Linked DNA regions of Xenopus tropicalis: region 2 is linked to region 1. The links are chromatin contacts, called in public Hi-C maps. All regions are on one chromosome and are shown on one strand. The core of a region is the stretch at or near the end of the contact, and the rest is flanking DNA. Distances in the headings are between cores, read along the strand shown. Region 1 overlaps c15orf41 (chromosome 15 open reading frame 41). Region 2 has its middle 8.3 kb from the start of c15orf41.

What was found. A called contact is a pair of places that touch in the nucleus more often than the background predicts.
Region 2: a contact with region 1 is called in a Hi-C map of neurula embryo, with 2.0 times the contacts expected there. The contact joins two enhancer-like sites. A contact is called at or near these places in 2 of 5 Hi-C or Micro-C datasets (gastrula embryo and neurula embryo).

What each region holds. Positions count from the first base shown.
Region 1 is chr8:111,394,020-111,398,048 of UCB_Xtro_10.0, forward strand. All of the region lies in intron 6 of c15orf41 (chromosome 15 open reading frame 41), which reads right to left. Among named protein-coding and RNA genes, the nearest start is that of c15orf41, 40 kb to the right of the region's middle. Within about 2 kb of position 1,907, at least 1 of the 11 cell types and tissues checked has an H3K27ac peak or open chromatin away from gene starts, as enhancers often do. A contact at or near this core is called in neurula embryo, where this site is marked.
Region 2 is chr8:111,442,520-111,446,548 of UCB_Xtro_10.0, forward strand. No RefSeq gene overlaps it. Among named protein-coding and RNA genes, the nearest start is that of c15orf41, 8.3 kb to the left of the region's middle. Within about 2 kb of position 1,677, at least 2 of the 11 cell types and tissues checked have an H3K27ac peak or open chromatin away from gene starts, as enhancers often do. A contact at or near this core is called in neurula embryo, where this site is marked.

The DNA.
Region 1 (4,029 bases), core at 657-3,156:
GTTGGCCGGGGGGTTGCTCACTACACTTCATTCTCGGCCAAGCCTGGCAGGGAGCTGAGATATAAGGGTTACTTGTCATATTAGAAACTGTTCTGTTCAGTGCACTATCGTGTGTCTTTTTGTCCTCGGAAGCTAATGAACTGCTCTGTGCTCATTATTCAAAAAAATAAAATAAGGAGGCATTTAGCATACAGAGAACTGTTTCAGTGCACATCCTAGCGGAGTAACAAGATTTCCGCTCCGACCTACCCTGCCGTTAAATGACAAAGAGAGGAATAGCTGTACCGGCGGAATGAGTGGGTGAAGTTAGTTTCAAAAGCCAGCAGAAAGAAGACATGAGATGATGTTGCACCAAACCATGATGCTTCTTAAAAAAAAAATCAAGGACTAAAATAGAAAAAAGAAAAAAAAAAAATTAATTAATTAATGTACTGATCATTTTTATAGGCACAATTATTATATGCCATAACAAGCAGCAAATGCTCATAGGTAAATATCTTTTATTCTCACCAAGAACAATGAGAGATGTTAGTTCTTAATAATCAGGGCCCTCCAGGTGGTGCTGTGACCTGGTATCTCTGGACACAAGGTGTTGTGGGAATATATTCTGCTCCTGCTATGGGGAAATTATAGAGATAGTAACAACAGATTTTTAGATTGTAAGCTCTTTTGGACAACATGATTATTGGTTGTTTTGTATGTAATTCTGTATTTTCAGTGCATTCAACCATTTATTGTACAATGCCACAGAATATGTTGGAGCTTTACAAATATATTTTAATAATAATAATAGATTGTGTCCTACAGGGAAAACCAGCCTTAAAAGTGGGTACCAGGGCAAACACTGCACTGCTGCTTAAATAACGCATTCACTCATTGCAAGGTTAGGCTTGTAATAATAACGGAGATATCCCAAATAATAAAATTATACTTTATGTACAATAGAACAATGTATTTATGCTACCAGGGCATGTTATCAACAACTTATTTTCAAATTATCATAATTTATTTATATAGTGCAAAAGCACTCGACAAACCATGGTCGAATAAAAATAATAATAACAACAAACAAGTGTTACAGAATAAAAATGGTATCAGAGAGCCTGCTCACAAAGGCTTACAATCTAAAAGGTGAGGGATGCAGTGCAGACTAAAATATTCCAGATACTGATCCCTCTATTTAAGGTTGCTCCAATATGAGTAAAAGCTTCTACATGTCATGATTATTCTTCTTGCAGGAAGGGGGAATGCTATTGGAATAACCATAAGCACCACAAATGATATCAGATTGAGATTTGTACTGGTTGCAAATGCTTGTGCCCAAACAAATATACAGATTTATACATACTGTTTATATGTGCACATATATATATATATACAAACTCTTGTAACACTGATTTGCATACACAAACAGCACATATAACTATATAAACATACACACATACACCATATGATAAATATGTATAATATTATATAAAGGTATTTTACTCTCTGCATAAAATATTTCACTCTGACAGCAAGGTATTAAAATAGCTATAACCATAATAAGCTAAAACACCAGTCACACAAAATAGCCCAAACTGCATAAAAAGGAGCACCCGTCAAATCAATCATGTGCAGGTAATACACCTCTCCAGGGAGGCACATACACAGACCAGGCACACAACCCGGAGTCTCTTAAATACGGCTCCTTCTGCCACTTGTGGTTTTATAAGCCATATAATTGGGACAGATACTGTCTACATATTGCTGAGCAAGCAGTGGAAGAAAAGGCATTCATCATTTTAATTGTATTGTGTTTAATTATTATTAGGAGGCTCTGCTACAGTCGGAATTGAAATTATTGAGATGCTGAGGAATGTGGGAGGGAATGCTAGTGTGACACAGAGTGTACAAGGGCTCGTGCAGCCCAGGCAGCACAAACAAAGCCCCCATTTATCGCCAAGGCAGGAATGAGGTCAGTGGGAAAAGGTGCACCTCAAAGGAATCAGTCAGTGACAGAATATTCAAAGATATTATACAGGATCCCCTATGCATAATAAAGGCACTTATTTAACACTATACAGGCTAGTGCTTAAAAAAAAAACACTGCTTCCTTTTTTTTTTTTTTTATAGAAAAAGCTGTATTTACAGTTCAAACATTACAAATATTTTCCAGCGTAAAGGGAAATCAATATTATTAAGCAAATTTATAGCGGCGGCGGGGAGTGTGAAGAATACTGCGTAAATATTATTCTGAAGAAAGGGGATCCAATAAAAAGGAATATGCCGAGTACAATACATTATGAGGACCAACTTTTAGTACAATGCAATAACATATATGTATATTAATAAGTGAACAAATGAGAGGTAATGAAAAATGATATATATAAACTATACTGATATAAATAAACACATATGCACCTACATACGCTCACAGGAAATGCAAAGGACAACTGACTCAAGGAGTGTATACGAATAGAGTAATAGCCATAAAATATATATGGTCAGTCTATTAACTTTGCAATTACCCCACTCAATGAATTTTGCTTTACTGGGTCTTATATGGGCTAATCTGCCTGCTTTGCCCTTGTGCTGGCTGATGGCAGTCGGATAACAGTAGGTCCAAAGCAATCAGACCGACTGACGTTGACAAATGGCTATGCTGCGGCAGACTTGTGGAGAGGGAGGGAGGGAGCGGAGACACATTCACTTTAATCTCTTTCTTGATTAAATCGAAAGCCATGCTGTTCTGACATCATGTGATTTGCTCACAAAGCGTCGGCGCATTACAGCATGCTGGGCATAAAATGTTATATTCCCACATCTTTACAAGGAGCCGTGTCAAAAGCGGAGAAGGCAAAGAGATATAGATGTACATAACTTCCCAATGAAACACCGGGTCATGGCCACAGCACCGGCGATTACAAGAAGAGGCCTCTGCCCGTTATCTCTATTTACTCTCTTTATTCATAACCCAACTTAACCCTCAAACGATGGGAAATGCACAGAAATCTAGTCTTGTTCTACTGAACCCTTTAAATTTGAGACTAGGGTGTGCCAACTCTGTGCCATTTAAGCTTTAGGGGTATGATTTAATGTAGTAAAATGTAGAACATAGAAAGTACATTTTTATTACTATTTCTTTTTGAAACTATAGAGATGAAAAAATGTAATTGCTGCTTTTGCATGCTCAGACTTGTGCAGATAAACCATTTTAGTCCCACTGCCAGGCATTCTGGGAGTTGTAGTTTAGTACTGACTGCTGCTTTTCCCCTCGTTAGCAGCACTAATGCACTGAATGGCAGGCTTTAACTTTCCACACTGAAGCCTACAACGGTACGTTAAAAGCAGCACGGTGTAACGGCACTAAAAGAAAAAAGCAGAATAGATGAAATCCACGCAGAATCGTTGGCTGTCTCTTTTCTTTATTGTTAGATTACCTATGTGCCTAAAGGCGGGACTCCAAAGGTAAACATAACACCAGGTAATAAAAAATGCAGGCGATAGAACTGTCTTTTTTTCACCAGACTAGGCAAATATTTATGGCGTAGTTGACAAACTCGTGCCTAGTAAAAGAAGCAGCAGAGAGAGCAATTACCCTGATATTCATGGCTCACTTTGAATATTGCACTGAACATTACTCATAAATCTTTTACGAGAAGATCCCCTGAGCTCACTTAACAGCCAGTTTTAATCATGCAGTTGACACGGAGAAAATAACAAAATGTATTTTTTCAGTAGCAAATTAATTTAAGTTTGAACCTCCTCCTGCAGCGCGGCTCTTTTCATCTCCTCTCATTTTATTTTTTTATTATTATTAGTAGCAGCAGAGTATTTCCTCCTACCCTCTCCCCAGCGCCGACATAGCTGTGCGGCAGAAGGATTCCAGGGCGGAAGGACAAAGTAACAACGCCAGCCGAGCACTCGCAAGCAGAACAAAAGCATTTAATGATACATATATTTTATTTCTTGTTACATGTGGGTAGTTCACTTACAGTTACATGGGGATACTTCCATGTATAAATGTAGGTCTGACCCTTGTGATGA
Region 2 (4,029 bases), core at 427-2,926, 48 kb after region 1:
TACCCTTATCTGTCCCCTGTTTATCCTTTTGTTCCCCCCTTTCCCCTTATTGCAAAAAATATGTTTTCCAGTATAGGCTGTAGGCCACCTTTACCTCAGTACAAATCTTGCCTGTCGGCTCTTTAAGGGGCAAACAGACACACCAACACACAGATTTTAGTAAGTATCATGTGAGTTAGAATGTTCACATTGTATCAACTGATTGTACAAATGGAATGTTTTTTTGCATATGTGCTGTTTGCACATGTATCGTTTAAATAAAAACTGCATTGTTAAAAAAAGAAGACATGATCATAAAGATAATGTTAAGTGTTTTCAGTTGAGCCTTTTGACAGCTAAAAGTGTTGGCCCTGTTGTGATGGTGGCTAATAGTACACTGAGCAGAGAAGGAAGCATTACCCCCGAATATTGGGGCATGATCAGAGAAAGTTCGGCCTTCTTTGCCCTCATTTTATGGAATAATCTTTAACAACCAGACTATAAAACAAATATGCAGTCTGACTGCATATGGGCATTGATGTGAGGTGATGTGTCAGTCCCATGTCACAAACTTTTCGACTGGTTACACATGAACAAACCCCTACCAATAATGCATAATGTCAGCAACACTGGAAACATTATAAATATTCCTGGAAAAGCTATTACACAGTGGAGCCTGTAAATATTATGGGCAGTAATGCACATTTTAATGGAGGTGTAAACTCAGCAATAAAATGTTGCCTAATGAAAGAAAGTACAATTCTAATCAACTTTTCAGTATAACTTCTTTACAAATTTTCACTTTTTATAAAGTTTTTTGTAAATGTAATTGCTATTAAAAGTAGTCTTTTTCTAACTGGTTCTGCACTTCTGTTCTGTTGGTTCTATAGCAGAAGTCAGCCTTACGTGCTTTTTCACAGGCTTCAGCTACACTTTTTCAATAGTCAGAACCACTACAGCAGAGAATAATACAGCTTTCTATAGCAATTTCATTTACAAATAACTTCAAAACCACTGAAAATGTGTAATGAATGTGTATAGGAAAGTTGCTTAGATTAGCATTTTCTCTGTTTATGCAGAATGTTATTTTTGGATTTATATCAGCTTTAAGGACGCAAATAGAACTTATGTGACTGGGTTATGCTGGAAATTGTTATATTCAGTATGGGTTCATATTTGCATATCTTGAAATGTCTGAAAATTCTGTGCAAATGTAATTCACATGCTACATACTAGGGGGCCTCAGGGCAATGCAATAATTCTGACTTCGCAGATTCCAACATGTGAGTCTGCAGTCCCCTGTTCTTACCTGACTAACATTCATTGTCCAAGGTTCATCATCCAACACTCGCTAAACAAGTGTATCTGTGCCTGATTGGGCCACCCATATGCAGGGCCAAATTGGGCCAATCAAACATTGATGAGGAACTTATAGATGCGCCAATGCAGTTCTGATCCCATCCCAGGCCCCTTACACAGGCTAATATGCTGCTGTATCTTGAAGGACCAAGTTGGCAAATTTTTTAAACCTGTGCATTAGTGATGTGCGGGCCAACCCAAAACCCACAAGTCCGGCGGGTTCAGGCCATCCAATCACTGTTTTGTGATGGTTGCAAGTGAGTGGTGAGGCAGAATTTCCCCACGCCCCCCCCCCCCTGCACCATCAGGATGTCTACCCCTCCCACCTCATTTACGTCAGAAAGGGTCGGGTCTGTTGCAAGTATATAAAGATCAACAGCTCATCATGTTGGCCTGGGTGTGGGTCAGAAGTGGAGGTGTTAGATTTTGGCTTGGGTCTACAAAAAGTCGACTCACACATCACTACCGTGTATGGCCATCTTATGTTGAAGCCAACAATGAATTTCAGTGCCCAAGGCTAAGAGACAGAGCAATGAGAGATTGATGAGTGTTGCCTAATAGATTTTCTGTCATACCAGTATGTGTTCTGAACACTTTGAATGGACATTTGTGTGATGTATGGGAATAGAGTGTTTATACACATCCACCAAGTTTTTAAGAATGTAGAATCTATTGTCTTTCATGGTAGTCAGTACAGTTTTTAATAGAATATACAATCATATAGCAAAATGTTGGTCTCTCTGACAAATATTGGTCCATTTATATGTACAATATCTTTGATACAGCCAGTCTCCAGCAAAACAGACTACACAGGCTTCATTGTATTAATCCCTCCATTTGTTTATGTTTGTCGTAATTCAGATAGTGCCCACTTTTAAAGTAACAATATTGCAAATCACTGGGGAGTGTCAAATACAGTAGTTATAATAGTTAGTGATGAGCGAATCTGTTCCGTTTCGCTTCGACAAAAAATTTGCGAATCTTTCAAAAGATCCGCGAAACGGCGAAAAATAGGCGAAACGGCAAAAATGTTGTGCGACAAAAAAAAATTGTCGCCCGCGGCTATTATTTTGTCGCGCGGCTATTGTTTCGTCGCCCGCGGCTATTATTTTGTCGCGCGGCTATTGTTTTGTTGCCCGCGGCTATTATTTTGTCGTGCGCCTATTGTTTCGTTGCCCGCGGCTATTATTTTGTTGCGCGGCTATTGTTTCGTCGCGCGCGGCTATTGTTTTGTCGCCCGCGGTTATTATTTTGTCGCCCGCGGCTATTATTTTGTCGCGCGGCTATTGTTTCTTCGCCCGTGGCTATTATTTTGTCGCGCGGCTATTCTTTTGACGTCCGCGACTATTCTTTTTTGACGCCGGTGACAATTTTTGGACGTACGGCGAATTTTTCTGCGGCTAATTTTTTCATCCGTTTCGCGAAACAATCCGCCAATGGCGAAACGCGGAAATTCGCCGCGAATCCATGCCTGGCAAAACATTTCGCCCATCACTAATTATAGTCTCTTATCTCAGACCCCAGGCTGGGGCAAGTCTTCAATGAAAAACGCACTGGGCCAGGGTAGCATTCTAGTAAGGGCCATGGATTTTTATCTGTCCCATGGATTCCTTGCTGCTGCCTGAGCTTTGCACATGGTCAGTAGAACAAACATTGACTTTTGGTGTCTAAGGTCTGATTTAACTGTACTGTAGATGCACACATATCCTAGGGCAGAAGCAAGGGATTCATGGCACAGGTGAGAAGATAGTGGCGTGGCACTCACTACACCAGTAACCTAGGCTGGTGCGCTTTTCTTACCTTCTCCTGCAGGCTGCATTGGTTTCCAGTTAGCTATATAATGTTTATTAGCCGTGCATACATTTCTAAATATATCTCATTCATGTATGAAACACATAGATCAGTCTCTGCAGTCTCATAATAATATCTTATTAAATAATAAACAGGTACCTTTCGCCATGCAGTGTGGGGGCTTTATTGTATGCATGACCAATTTTAAAGTATTGACCTAAGAAATCAATTTTATTATTTCAAACAGACATTGATTTCAAGCAAAAAACAAATACTTGTATTTATTATAAAGCTACTCCTTAAAAAAATACACAGATGTATCTTCATTGCATTTAACTCTTTTACTGCCCAGCAGTGTAATAATTGCTTTCACTTACTCTTTTACAGAAAGGCTGATAGGCAAGATTTAAGGGTTTTTTCACCTGTGGTCCCTATAGTGAATTCAGCATATTTAGGAGCTGAGTGGTTAATGGGGGGAGGCCAGGAAATGGAAGAAGTGAAGTTGGCAGGCTGCTTTATTTGTTGCAGGATAAACCTACCCTAGTCTTGAGGGATCTAAAGATAAACGAAAGGTTACACTTTGCCCCTCACTTTGTCACTTCCGTTTGCTCTGTCAATACTCGGTGACGGCTGTCAGGAAAGCAGAGAGATTAAGGTCAATTACAGTGGCACATATATCATGGGCATATGTTTAAATATGGAGTATTGGCCTATCTAATGGTTAAGTCTTTTCACACCCTGTAAATATCAATCAATATCCATCCATTGTCTCTGTTTAACATGTCTGAAATGGGAGATTTGGAAGGATTAGACACAAACTGGTGCAGGCAGCTCCGTGCCTCCTAAAACCTTACCATAAAGACCAAAATGTAACATTTCTAAAAGTGCAGTATGCAAAGG